Regions from separate parts of the Ovis aries genome. Here region 1 is linked to region 2. Evidence: chromatin contacts called from public Hi-C data. All regions are on one chromosome and are shown on one strand. Each heading gives the region's core, a stretch centred on a gene start, on an enhancer-like site or on the middle of the called end of the contact. The rest is flanking DNA. Distances are from core to core; before and after follow the strand shown. Region 1 holds the start of PDK4 (pyruvate dehydrogenase kinase 4). Region 2 overlaps ASB4 (ankyrin repeat and SOCS box containing 4).

Evidence for each region. A called contact is a pair of places that touch in the nucleus more often than the background predicts.
Region 1: a Hi-C map of tail adipose tissue shows a contact between it and region 2, with 2.7 times the contacts expected there. The contact joins the promoter of PDK4 here to the enhancer-like site in region 2. A contact is called at or near these places in 5 of 16 Hi-C or Micro-C datasets (hypothalamus, mixed tissues, omental adipose tissue and 2 more).

The regions. Positions count from the first base shown.
Region 1 is chr4:13,672,375-13,679,920 of ARS-UI_Ramb_v3.0, forward strand. PDK4 (pyruvate dehydrogenase kinase 4) reads right to left here and starts at 5,223. Exons shown (of 11, transcript XM_004007738.6): 1 at 4,884-5,223; 2 at 3,741-3,882; 3 at 1,775-1,846; 4 at 857-1,041; 5 at 586-672; 6 at 38-115. The coding sequence starts at 4,998.
Region 2 is chr4:13,582,458-13,589,120 of ARS-UI_Ramb_v3.0, forward strand. ASB4 (ankyrin repeat and SOCS box containing 4) reads left to right here. Exons shown (of 8, transcript XM_060414490.1): 6 at 4,889-5,379. Among named protein-coding and RNA genes, the nearest start is that of PDK4, 92 kb to the right of the region's middle. Within about 2 kb of position 4,749, at least 7 of the 54 cell types and tissues checked have an H3K27ac peak or open chromatin away from gene starts, as enhancers often do.

The DNA.
Region 1 (7,546 bases), core at 3,973-6,472, 90 kb after region 2:
TTTCTACAGATTAAAATATATCTAATTTATAACTTACCATTCACTTGTGTTAGCTTTAATTCTGGAGATGTTAAATAATACTGATCACAAAGCATCTTGGAACACTCAAAGGCATCTGGAATGGAAGTGTGGTTTTCATAATGATTAAATGAATTTATGCCAAGTGAAATTTTCAAGTGATCATCAGTGTATACACTATCTTTAACCTAAAATAGTCATTAGAGTTCAGGTTTATGTATATTAAAATACCTTTTTAATATTTTATTGAAAAAAATGAAGACAATGTGTAAGTTATAGCTATTACTATAAGAATATGTGCACATCAAAGATCAAATACAATACATGAGAATATGGCACATTAGCTACTGATGTTTGGATTTTTTATAATGAATATTTAAACACCTGACTCTCAAACGTGAAGGACCTTCATTACAGAATTTATAAAAACATGAACACTCTGAATATGAATTCATTCAGAGAGTCACCTCAACTGACTAGACAAGTGTACACTTCAGATAGCGTACATTACCATCCATCAGATACTGTACACTTTCAATAAGGGAAGTGCAGAAATCTACAAATTACCTTGGACCACTGCCACCACATCACAGTTTGGATCAATGCTTCCAATGAGGCTTGGGTTTCCTGTCTGTAGGTCACTAAATATAAGGACTGTTGAAAAATAAAAACAAAGAACATCATTATAAAAATTGATAAGATAATAAGATAATGATAATAAGAACTACCACTGAGAAAGAATGTGACCCACCACGTAGTGAAGTGTCTAGTTCGAGCACAGCTTATATTCTCCAGCCATCTCTATATGTATCAAGACTATCGTGACGAACTAACTTACTGTGCTGGTTCATCAGCATCCGGGTAGAAATACGATTCATGTAAAATCGATCCAAGAAATACTGAAGATTTTGATTGGTGACTGGGTCAGCTGTACAGGCATCTTTATATTCCAGGACTCCCTGTGCCATTGTAGGAATTACATCATGGTGTCTGTTTCGAACTTTGATGAGAGTATCTACAAAACTAAGCCAAGATACATTTATGGTTGATAGAGGTTCAAGTCAGTTTCATTAATTTCTATTTCTTAGATTACTTCAAAGAAGGTTAAAGCTTTTTACAAGTACCCGTCTACACAAATCAAATGATAAAATGTTTGGATGAAGCTTTATTTAGATTCTCACTACAGACTCTTTGACTCCAGTAGAGGAGACAGTTTCATAAACAGATTTATTTTGCTTTTAGCTTGCATGTGAAAATAACAGCTCTGTGACTGGTGTTTTCATTCTAGTTGTTCACTAAGGCTTCTCTTTTAAAAAATAACAATTAAAAAGATAAATCAGATTGGAGATGGCTCTAAAATGCCATCGTGAAAGAAACTCCAAATCTCTTGTCAGATTTAGAAAAGAATCTTATAGCTAGAAACTGTCAGTTACTCTGAAAGAAAATGTTTACTCTCCAGTGACATGGTCATGTGATAGGAAGTTCTCCTACAAATATGATCATCATACCAAATTTATAATAAAAATAGATTTCCTTTTTCAAAAAACCCTCTACATATTTCATTCTCAGAATCATGTTCAATGCCATTGTTCTCTATTACTTTTAAAACCCAGCAAGCCAAAACTTGTCATTTGTAAGGGGGTAGTTATTTACTATTCAGGACAATACTATAAATTATCCTTTAAGTTAGTTCTAAAGAATAATATGATGTTTATAATCAAAGTTTTAGACACTTGTCCTAATGCCTAACACTTACTCTGATAATGCCTTTTGGTCCTCTGGGCTTTTCTCATGGAATTCCACCAACTCTATCAGGCTCTGCATATACCTACAAAGCAATAATAGGTGTGCTTTAAGTTTTAAAATTGAATAGTCAGTTACAGGTGGCTGAAAATATATTGCTTCTTTCAAAAGAGTTGAAGAGAGAAAGTATATTTAAAATGAAAACTTTCTTCCAAGACATCTGGAAAACATTATGTCTTAGAAAAACAAAAATGATTTAACCCGCAACTTAATAACTTAAAATTTTAACTATCCTAGATCACTAGTCAGTTTTCTGTTTTGTTTGTCAAGAGTCTTTATTTTTATAGCAAAATCATTTAGAAACAACTTTTACAGAAAGGCTTCATGCTTTTTTCCTACTGCATTCATGGGAGAAGTCTTGAAGTCTTGAAAGCAAGACTCTAGAAGTCTTGAAAGCAGCAGTAAATACTAAGGATTGAGTGTGTGTTTCAGATTGCCCTGTTTAATGACTGTATAATACATATATTCCTTAAATCAATAAACAAAGAGCTGTGTAAAAGGTAGGTTAGGGTGAAGGTCTGGTATATATCTGCCTCTGTTCTCTGAAAATCTGCTGCTTTGGGTTATCTACTCTCCCTAACCAGAGAAGGCAATGGCACCCCACTCCAGTACTCTTGCTTGGAAAATCCCATGGACAGTGGAGCCTGGTGGGCTGCAGTCCATGGGATCACAAAGTTGGACACGACTGAGCAACTTCACTTTCACTTTTCACTCTCATGCCTTGGAGAAGGAAATGGCAACCCACTCCAGTGTTCTTACCTGGAGAATCCCAGGGACGGAAGAGCCTGGTAGGCTGCCATCTCTGGGGTCGCACAGAGTCGGACACGACTGAAGCAACTTAGCAGCAGCAGCAGCAGCAACAGCAGCAGCAGCACTCTCCCTAACTTAGTCTTTATTTTCAGATAGAGATAATGACTGAACTGAGTGCTGGCCGTGGGCCAGGTACTTTCTCAGAGCCTTTAAATGGATTACCTCATTTAATTGCACCCAAACATCCCTTTGAGGCATCATCTTCATTCTCTTCCAAAATAGATGAGGGGGTTTGAGGCCTAGAGATAAGAGATACTAACCAAGGATTTTTACAACTAAGAAGGGACAGAGCCGGGATTTGAATCCAGAAGCTGCTTCATTAGTTGGTTTGTAAGCAACAAAGATTAGTGAGTGAGTGAGTGAAAGTTGCATCTTACTTTTTGCGACCCCATGGACTGTACAGGCCAGAATACTGGAGTAGGTAGCCTTTCCCTTCTCCAGGGGATCTTCCCAACCCAGGGATCGAACCCAGGTCTCCCGCATTGCGGGCAGATTCTTTACAAGCTGAGCCACCAGGGAAGCCCAGGAATACTGGAGTGGGTAGCCTATCCCTTCTCCAGTGGATCTAGCTGGCCCAGGAATTGAACCGGGGTCTCCTGCATTGCAGGCGGATTCTTTACCAACTGAGCTATGAGGGAAGCCCCCATCTTTGATGTCTTCTTTTTTTTTATTCAGAATACTCCCCAATTTTTAATTCTAGCCAGACTCTCCACTTAGTTTCTGAATGGTATAGCCAAATGCCAGCAAGACATTTTAGGCCCTCTCTAAATAGTAGTCATTCCGTATCTTATTTCTAGCATAGGATTCTTTTTGCAATATCAAACTTTTTTATGATTTAAAACATAAGTATGGTAACTGTTGATTATTTTTCATATTTTCTTCTAGAGGTAAAAATTATATTGTGAAAATATCTACTTTATCAGGTTTATAGCTTTATAACTGCCCTTAGGATAGCTTACCCTAGATTAATAGAAAATTCTTTACATCTTGCTAAATAGCTAAGGTTCAGACCACCTGTTTTCCAATTAAGATTTTAATACATTGTAAGAATTCACAGTCAGATAACTGTTTTAAAACTAGAGACTGTTTCAGAATGGTTCACCACTTACCAGCTCTTAACTAATTGCACTGAAGAGGTATTTACTAGTCGTTCAGGGAGTATATAAATTTCCTTCAGGATATTGGCTAGCCTCACAGGCAACTCTTGTCGCAAAAATGCAAAAGAGGTTCTTTCACATGCGTTTTCTGAACCTGCAATAAACAACATTAAGTTTTTTCAAAAACACGTACCTAAATTATATATTTGAGTAGCATTAACTATCCACACACACATATATATTACGAAATTTTATTTCACCCTCAGCAGTAAGCATCTACTTATAATTCATTAGTAAGCATCTTCTTCTTTATCGTCTGTTTCTTTCTTTTAGAAAAAGTGACCAAATATGAGAATTACTGTTTTCTCTTTTTGATGAGGATTCACTTCCAAGAAGTCATAATATCCCAAGGCTCTTAGTATTTCTAAAAGAGTGCAGGATTCAATCCAACAACAAGGTCGAGAAGACAACATCATTCAGAGTTCTAGATAGGAAGCTGGATTAAGGACATTGGGGTTGGGGGGGGTTTGGGAGGGGTGAGGAGGAGGATGTCTTGATGTTTACAGACTAGTGATAAATACTAATATATTTAAATCCTTGAAATTTTCTTAATAAGATTTTTCTGCCGAAAGTTTGCAAATATTTTCAGCAGTAGTGCAAATACAGAAAAAAACGATAAAGATAAAGAAACAAAGAAATTTGTTAGGACTACAGAGAGATGAACCCTGTGGAGGGTGGCTAGAGGTTAAAAAATAGCAATTAATTCAAGCCTACTTAATAATACAAGAATCTTCTCCAAGAAGTAATATGCGATGAAGGAGGGGATAACGTTTCCTCTTTAGGGACAAAGGGAAGTTTCAGTATTGTTAAATGATGACTGGAGGCAAAAAGTCTTTCGACTGAAAGGCTAGGACAGAAGGAGGAGGGTGAGCTCCTCTGGCAGGCATCAGCGGGGCTGCAAGTGGTCTTGACCTGCAGGCACAGACTGTGAGAAAGCAGGGAGATCTAAGAAAGACAAAGTGTGCTGGCGTCGAGGTTCCAGGGTTCCGCAGGAAAGCGGCCCCCGGTTGTTTTAAGTTACTGAGTCCTCCCTATACCGGGACTGAAAGCTGAGGCAGCTCCCCAGACCTTCCCGGGCCCCACTTCCCCGCTCACCGAAGTCCAGCAGCTGCTTCATGGACAGCGGAGACGGGCTGTAGCGCGAGAAATGCTCGACCTCGCGGGGGATCAGGGTGCCAGCGCTGCGCATCACGAAGCGTGCCGCCTTCATCTTGATGCCCACCGTCCCGGGCCGGAGCTGGGGCTGGTTTGTGGGGAGAAGGCTGACCTGGGACAGCAGAAGGGGCGGGACGCGTCCGGGCAGGGAGAGCAGGTGGGCCAGCGGACTCGTGCGCCCCGGCCTGGGCTGAGGTTCCGGGGAGGGGGGAGCTTCGCGGTTGAGGAGTCGGCCGGTGAGTTGCAGAGCCGTAGGTGGCTTGAGACAAGTTTGTGTCCTGTCACCTCCCCTCGCCTCCCGAGGTTTTATTTGTTTCCCTGCACGTCCCTCCACTCCCCCCGACCCCGCACCCGCCCCAGAGGGGAGGAGTCACTGGGACTTGGAGAGCTTCCTGAACTTGGGGCTGCGCCAGTCGGCTCAGATAAAGAACTTTGGGTCCCGCCTCCAGGTCGCGGGGGCCTGGCCCCCAGAGGCTGTCAGGTGTAAGGGGATAGCAGGAAGCCCGAGCGGACGTCAGGAGGTACGGGGGCTCAAGATCAGACCCTTGGGACAGGACCCCGGAGAGCGTGGGCTGGTGGCCAGCCCAGACCCGTCCTTGTTTACTAGAGACGGCTGTCTCAATGTCACGCATTCCTGGCCAGAAACTATTTCCAAAAATCTGCGTTCGGAGACATCACTGGTCCTTGCTCAGAGCGGGCCTTTTACAGTAGCTAATCAGCTTTGTCCAAAAATATGGGCAGCTCTGCTATTGGACAGCGAAGAGAATCAACAGCCTGGAGTTCTTCCTGCGTTTTTTCCATCAGTGAATGGTACAGGTCGGGAACTGAAAGTTCCTTTTACTGGAACTTGAGGAACAGACCAAAGAACGGGTTATTTTCCCTGTGCAGATAAAAAAAGCCATCAGTCTGTTTCCTTCCAGTAATACATTCCCTCCATGAGGCTTAACGCTTTTAATTAAAAACAAGATTCAGAAGGGATTAACTTGTCAATTTGACTCACTTTTTCCCCTTTCCATCAGAGACTTTGCCACTTTGTCCTTCTGTATGAAATGTCCTTTATCCAAATCTTTGCCTAAGATGTTATTTTATACTAGTAAATGTCCAGCACAACCTATGTGCTACAAGGTATCTTCCCTGATTGCTTCTCCTCACTCCTTCTTCCAAATATAGCTTTTCTCACTTATGACATTATATCGTAGCTATTTATTTTCTTATATTTTCCCTTCTGAACCCTCTGCCCTACAAGGTTTGGGACCATGTCTGATGACTCTTTCTGAGTCCTACTTTTGCTTTGTTGATACTCAAGTTCAGTTATGGAAACATGGGGAAAGTTCCAAATTGCATCTCCACTTGGAGATAAGTTTTGATACCACTATGATTTATGTCTTTGCATTCTGAATCCTTTCTTACGTAATTGCATAGCTCTATGAAACAACAACAGCAACAAAAATGGTCGAGAAGTCAAAAGACTAAATAAAACTTCTCTGATGAAGCAAGTAAATTTAAGGTAAAAAAAAATCCCTTCTTTTTACTTTAATACATCCTAAGAACAGAAGTAAAAGAAAAGCATCCCTTTGCTTTTCTAACCCTGTGTGTGGGATCTGGAATAGGCAAAGTATTTCAAAGAATTCTACTCTTTAATCTTCAGAGGAAAAGCAATGGAAATGATGGTGTTCATTACAAGCAGGTTTAATTCAGGAGAGCCCCATTGAGCACTTGACCTGGCTTACCCTGCAGGACTCCCGTATGTGTGGTGGGGTGATTAAAGATCAGATGAAGTCATATGATGTTCACAGAGACGGCTAAGGGCTAAATGTGAACTGAGGTCATCACACTTTTGTGTGCATGTTATCCCATCCAATAATGTTTACCAGGTTGTCCTCACAGTACATTACATTCTTCTCTGTCATTTCTCTATGACAGGAACAGTTGTTTATTGACAACATCGATGGTAACTAGGCTGGAGTAGGCAGGTCAAGTTGCGTACCCAGTTGGATGAGATGCCATGTATTACCGTGATTAGAATGTGACCTGGAAAGAAAGCTGCGTTTATATTAGGCTGATCTCAGAACTTGGAGGTGATCCCGTTGCTATGACAGTAACGGAAAGGGAATTATTGAGGAGCAATGGGTATGGACAGATCTGCTCATTCATTTGAGTAAAGGTAAACATCAGAGGACTGCCAGTGGATTTGGTGTTAATGGGCAGGGGGGAGTACCAGAGCTTCCCCCTTGTACCCTGTGCTGAACACATCCTCCCTGCTGGAGGCAACTGATTCCTGCAATTTTCAGGAGCACACTTATTTTCAGGAGCATCAGATGAATTCTTTCTAGCCTAGCAAAATCTAATAACACAGGACCTGTGATTGAGCTTCAAGGATGCAAGTCACACTTTTGCCAAAGGGCTGGGCATGTCCAATTTAAAGAAGGCATCAAGACTCTAAAGAGAAGCCCATTCAACTTTTCTACCTCTAGGAGCATATTCCAAAGAAGCGATTAAAAATACACATAACAGTAACTTTAGAAGCCATAATGGAAAGATGAACAGATTTGACTACAGAATATTTCAAGTTAATAAAATGAGCAGCCTACTTGGAGAAAGTA
Region 2 (6,663 bases), core at 3,499-5,998:
TAGGATTCACATAATTGATTCCGTCTGTTGAAGGGTGATGAAAGGAGCCTATCATGCAGTATGGGAAAACAGAAAAACTTTAATTTTCACGGACACTGTGTCCCTCCTGGGGACCGTGTCCCTGCTTTCCTGGCTTCAGGGGCATCAGAGTGCCATTCCTGTGGCCAGTGTCCTCTCTGTGCCGCCCTTACCCTATGTCCCCTCTGCATCTTATTCTCAGCGCACACAAATCTGTTCTTCTTTGCCTACCAATGAAGTCTAAAAAGTCCTGGTTCTTTATAAAGCAATGCAAATTAAAAATTTTCTCTGTCTCATTTGCTACCATTTCAGACTAGTTCTGGAGTCTATCTTGCATAAATTAGAAAGGTCATGAAGGTCTTTCTCTCATTAGAAGTTACTTTACCCCAGAAATAACTTACTGTTCTTCCCTAAAATGAAAATTGCTACAAATTTTGTGGGGCTATAGTTTACAGAAATATAAAGAAAACTTTTCAAGAAACAGACTGTATTCCTACATGAAAAGACTCTATATTGTAAGAATATCAATTTTTCCTAAGTTGGTAAGCACACCACAATAACTTCCACGTGAATTAAATGTTAAATGTTTTAAAATATATACAAATTAAATTGTAATTAATCTGGCTAACGTTGAAACCTCTGAGAGTAGGGCATTCTAATATCAAAATCAAAAACAAATGCACAAAAAAAATACAACGGGATTTTTTGATACCATTTTTTACTTCCAAAATTGCAAAAAATTTTTAATTATGTATCTACATACTAGGTGAGTAAAACAGCACTCATTCACCAATGAGAGATGGTTCAGTTCAGATCAGTCACTCAGTCATGTGACCCCATGGACTGCAGCACGCCAGGCTTCCCTGTCTATCACCAACTCCCGGAGCTTATTCAAGCTCCTGTCGATCAAGTCACTCTTTAAATAGCTCAGATGTTTCAGCTTAATGATTCCATTTGGGGGGAATTTATGTATGGATGTGAGAGTTGGACTGTGAAGAAGGCTGAGTGCCGAAGAATTGATGCTTTTGAACTGTGGTGTTGGAGAAGACTCTTGAGAGTCCCTTGGACTGCAAGGAGATCCAACCAGTCCATTCTAAAGGAGATCAGCCCTAGGATTTCTTTGGAAGGAATGATGCTAAAGCTGAAACTCCAGTACTTTGGCCACCTCATGCAAAGAATTGACTCATTGGAAAAGATTCTGATGCTGGGAGGGATTGGGGGCAGGAGGAGAAGGGGACGATAGAGGATGAGATGGCTGGATGGCATCACGGACTCGATGGACGTGAGTCTGAGTGAACTCTGGGAGTTGGTGATGGACAGGGAGGCCTGGCGTGCTGCGATTCATGGGGTCGCAGAGTCAGACACGACTGAGCGACTGAACTGAACTGAACTGATGCTAAGGAAATAATCTTAAAATTTACATATAAATTTATCAATTGTAGTATTAGTCATAATATCAAAACTTTGGAAAAAAGTCTCTACATCTAACAGTAGGGTAAACTGACTCTGTGGAATATTATGTCATTATTTTAAAATAATATTTTAAATGATAACAATATGGAAATGCTTTATAATAGTAAATAAAAAGCAGTGTTTGTTTAAAAATATTGAAATATATCTAAACTAATTGTTAATTAGGGAAACATAACATTCAAACAAAATGAGGTATCACTATGTACTCCCATGCTGCTGCTGCTGCTACTGCTAAGTTGCTTCAGTCGTGTCTGACTCTGCTAAGTCGCTTCAGTCGTGTCTGACTCTGTGCGACCCCAGAGACAACAGCCCACCAGGCTCCCCTGTCCCTGGAATTCTCTAGGCAAGAATACTGGAGTGGATTGCCATTTCCTACTGGCTAAAATTAAACAGATTGAAAACCCCTAATGTTGGTGAGAACCCTCACACATGGCTTATGGGAGTGCAGACTGGTACAATACTTATTTTAAAACATCTAATGATATTGGGGGGATGCCATGGAGGAGGGCATGGCAACCCACTCTAATATTCTTGCCTGGAGAATCCCATGGACAGAGAAGCCTCGCGGGTTACAGAGTCAGACATGACTGAGCAACTGAGCAGGCACACAGACACAACACACCGTATATATTATGTTATGCTGTGGGCTTCCCAGGTGGGGCCGTGCTAAAGAATCTGCCTGCCAGTGCTGGAGACGTAAGGACATGGGTTTGATTCCTGCGTCAGGAAGATCCCCTGGAGAAGGAAATGGCAACCCATTCCAGTATTCTTGCCTGGAAAGTCCCATGGATAGAGGAGCCTGGTGGGCTACAGTCCACGAGCCACAGAGTCACAAAGAGTCAGACAGGACTGACTGAGGGACTGGGCATACACACAAACACACAGGGCGTGTTATATATTATGGGTGGAATTGTGTCCCCTGTTTGGCCCCCTAAAAAGAAGATATGCTGAAGTCCTCATCTCTGGCAGGTCAGTGTGTGACCTTGTTTGGATATGGGGTTGTTGCCGATGTAATTCATTAAGATGAGTGGAGCAGCACGGGCCCTTGTTGCAGTACGACTGGTGTCTCTGTAAGAAGACAGCCTTGTGAAGACACAGAGAGGACCACGTGAATATGGCGGCGGCCCCTGGAGGGTACATTCACAAGCTGAGGCACACCAAGGATTGCTAGCCATCACCAGAAGCTCAGAGCGAGGCACGAGACAGAGTCCCCCTTTAAACTCTCTCAGAAATAGCCACCTTTACCGACTCTTCAATTGCACTTCTGATCTCTAGACTCGTGTACAAATTTCTGTTGTTTGTAGCCACCTAGTTTGTGGCATTTGATTGGCAGCTCTAGGAAGCCAGTACACATTTTCACATTAAAGATGTATATATTTTTACATTCCCAAGAATTTATGGTCTCTAATTTCTTGAATAAATCACAAAATTTTAAATAGAAGTAGTCAAATCATTCTACTTTATGTGTAGTTCCTGAAAAAGTTCACTCAAAGACACAATTCAAATATAAAAACAAGGCTCTCCGATTCAGGAAAACAAACCATGCAGTGTATTTAGTTGTAGCAAGAGGTCAAGGATCCATTGTAAATGTCCAAATGCATTAAAAAATAAAGGATGTGGTTTGTTCCAGGTTGGCCTGTAAATTTCACCCTGACCCTCTGATTCCCTTTCTTACTGGAAATTCTCCAGTGTCTGAAGTGACCCTGCACCGGCTTCTGGGAAGACATTCATTTCATTTCACTCTAGGGCACAGAAAGGCTGACCAGAAAGCTCTGACCCAGAGCTGCTCCAGGGTGGAATCCTGATGAACATGGATGGCAGATCTTCATGAGGGACCATCTTTGCTTATAATTCTGCTGTCTGAAGTTAGGAGCAGAGACAGTCTCAGGCTTTACAGAACAATGCGCTTTCAGAAACCTCACTAGGGGGTGGATTTTGTATTAGACAGCAGGCAAGCTGGTAGGAGTATCCCCTTTCTTAAATGTGTTCCATATGGTCAGAGGATGCCGTGAAAAACGGCATACAGGAGCAACACATGGAGAACAGATTTTTTAAATTAACAAAATGCAACATGACTTCTCTGTTGCTTTCAAGTTTCCAAATATCCAAAGACAGCAAAGCAAACAAAAAATTGTAAAGAAATTAATGAGGTAGAATGGCACAGTGGTGAGAGATTATGAAGCCAGGCTGTCTGCTTTCAAACTTCTGTTCTATTGCTTCTTAGCCTGGAATAGGTATTAGCCTAAGTACAACTTTCTTCATCTGTAAAACTGGGATAAAAATGCACCTCCTGCGAAGAGTTGCTAGGGAGATTCCATGAGGAATATGAAAAGCATTTAGCCCAGAATGTTGTACATGGCAAGTGCTTAATAAATATTAGTTGCTACCTTAATAATAATAATGATATAAGTCTTCCCAGATTTATCCTTGAAGTGACTATAAACATTTCCAATAAAACTGATTATAGAGTAGATCCCCAGGTCATTTAGCTTACCCCAATTAAACTAGGATGAGAAGGAAAATTTCAGTTTCTCAGATTGATCATTCTAGTACTTAACTTTCCAATCAGAAAAAAATAAAATTTACTCATTTTCCTGGTCTGTTAAATAAGTGATTGGATTAAGTAATTTCTAAGGAGATTTCCAAGCACTCATAATTTGTATTTCTAAATAGCCGTTGTCGACGATAAATTGCACGTTAACAGTCTTTCTTTTTTTTTCGATGCGTGTTTTATTTTCCCAGCTTCTATTATTTTCCTTTCAAAATGTGGCCTTTAGTCTAGTTTGGTCATTAGAGTATTTATTTTTGCTCCAGTTGCGTTCCAAAGGAGCCTCATAGAATTCAGCGGCTTGATGTTGTCAGTGTTCAGTCAGAAGACTGAACTTCTATACCACTAAAGTTCCCTTGTACCAAGTTTTCAGGTTTAGCTGCTTGGGAAGAAAAAAAAAATGACATGATGTTTAAGAAATTTCATCAAGAAATTGATGACTTTTAAAGCCACACATACAACATATAAGCCTCAAAGATTGTGATATAACCTTTATTTATTTATTTTTTAGTACTTGCTATTTTAGATAAAAGCTAGATAAAAGATAAAATAGATAAAAGCTATTTGGTTATCAGAATCACTTCGTATTTGCCAATCCACCTAGGAGTAGGAACTAGAACTCAACCGGCAATGCTGCAGCGCACGGTCCCAATCTCCCATCACCCCATATATTTACTGCTTGCCCAGAAGGTGGCACTGTCGTTTCAAAGCAGTGGCTCCCATGGGGTCCAGAAATGGAACTTGGAAAAATGGGTAGTCGGAAGCAGCGAGAAAAGGCCTGTTTAATGAGCCTTGTGAGTAATGGGAAAATATGTTTAAATAATTGTCTGCTTCAACCTCCCTTTCTAGGGGCGAACGTGAACATGAAGACCAACAACCAGGATGAGGAGACGCCCTTGCACACCGCTGCCCACTTCGGCCTCCCTGAGCTGGTGGCCTTCTACGTGGAGCACGGGGCCATCGTGGACAGTGTGAACGCCCACATGGAGACCCCACTGGCCATCGCAACCTACTGGGCCCTCCGCTTCAAAGAGCAGGAATACAGCCGGGATCATCACCTCATCTGCCGCATGCTGCTGGACTACAAGGCGGAGGTCAACGCCCGGGATGACGACTTTAAATCTCCGCTCCACAAGGCAGCCTGGAACTGCGACCACGTGCTCATGCACATGATGCTGGAGGCTGGCGCAGAGGCCAACCTCATGGACATCAACGGCTGCGCGGCCATCCAGTACGTGCTGAAGGTCACCTCCGTGCGGCCCGCCGCGCAGCCTGAGATCTGCTACCAGCTGCTGCTGAACCACGGGGCTGCTCGCATATACCCGCCACAGTTCCATAAGGTGAGGCTGCCGCGTGGGGAGCTGGGCCGATGGGCAGCAGGGTAATGGGGACTCAGAGCGTGGCTCAGTCTGAAATCGCCAAGTCACTCAAGCCTGTTGGAGGCCTGGCTAACTGCCTCTGACCTTCAATCTGAACTTCCATTTGTTATATACCCCTAGCTATCTCAGCCTAGTCCATGTTTGTTTGAAATCTGGGCTGAGAGCAGAAAAAGAGCAAGAATAGCAGGTAATTCTCCATGGCTTATGTGAACACCAGTGAACTGGTAGTGGCTTCCTGGGGGACTGAATGAACAAGATCAGAAGGATACTGATCGTCTGCAGAAGCGGCAAATGGCGCCACATGTGGAAGAGCGTCTCTTCCGCAGATGTCTGCTCTATAGATGACAGAGCCTGCTTTGGAACTGGTTTGAATATATGAAAGGGCGGCTCAGTTTTCTAGTTTAATGAAAACTAACATTTATTAAGAATTAATAATATTTATTATAGAAAAATTATGTTTATTAAGCACACGTATAAATCATCTTACATTTCTTAATTTAATTCATTTAATTCTGTAATAATCTGATAAGGTAGATTATATTATTATACCTATTCTATAAAGGAGGAAGCTCAGGCACAGAATAGTTAAGCAATTTGTCTGATCTCACACAGTGGCGCTGTAGGTATTCTACCTTAGTTCACTTGGTGCTAGTGTTTAATTTTGTAATATACTACACAACCTTTATTTTAATAGTATTTATTGATAATTTCTAATGGGCTGCTGCTGCTGCTAAGTCGCTTCAGTCGTGTCCGACTCTGTGCGGCCCCATAGACCGCAGCCCACCAGGCTCCCCCATCCCTGGGATTCTCCCACTGGAGTGGGTTGCCATTTCCTTCTCCAGTGCAGGAAAGTGAAAAGTGAAAGCGAAGTCGCGCAGTCATGTCCGACTCTTGGTGACCCCATGGACTGCAGCCCACCAGGCTCCTCTGTCCATGGGATTTTCCAGGCAAGAGTGCTGGAGTCGGGTGCCATTGCCTTCTCTGTCTAATGGGCTAGTAGGGACCAAATATTAACAATACTGGCAAGACTAACACATGGTCACTACTCTTAGTTAGCTTAGGATCTAGCTGGAGAGACAAACACATAAAGAGGTAACTTTAATATTTCATGGTAAATGACAAAATAGAGGAGTGAAGGGTTCTATAGCGCATGGGAGAGAGTTTAGCATTAAGTTGATGATGGTGCTTAATTTAGAAACCAAAATGCCCTTCACCTAAAATAAATTGAATGATAACGTACCTAGG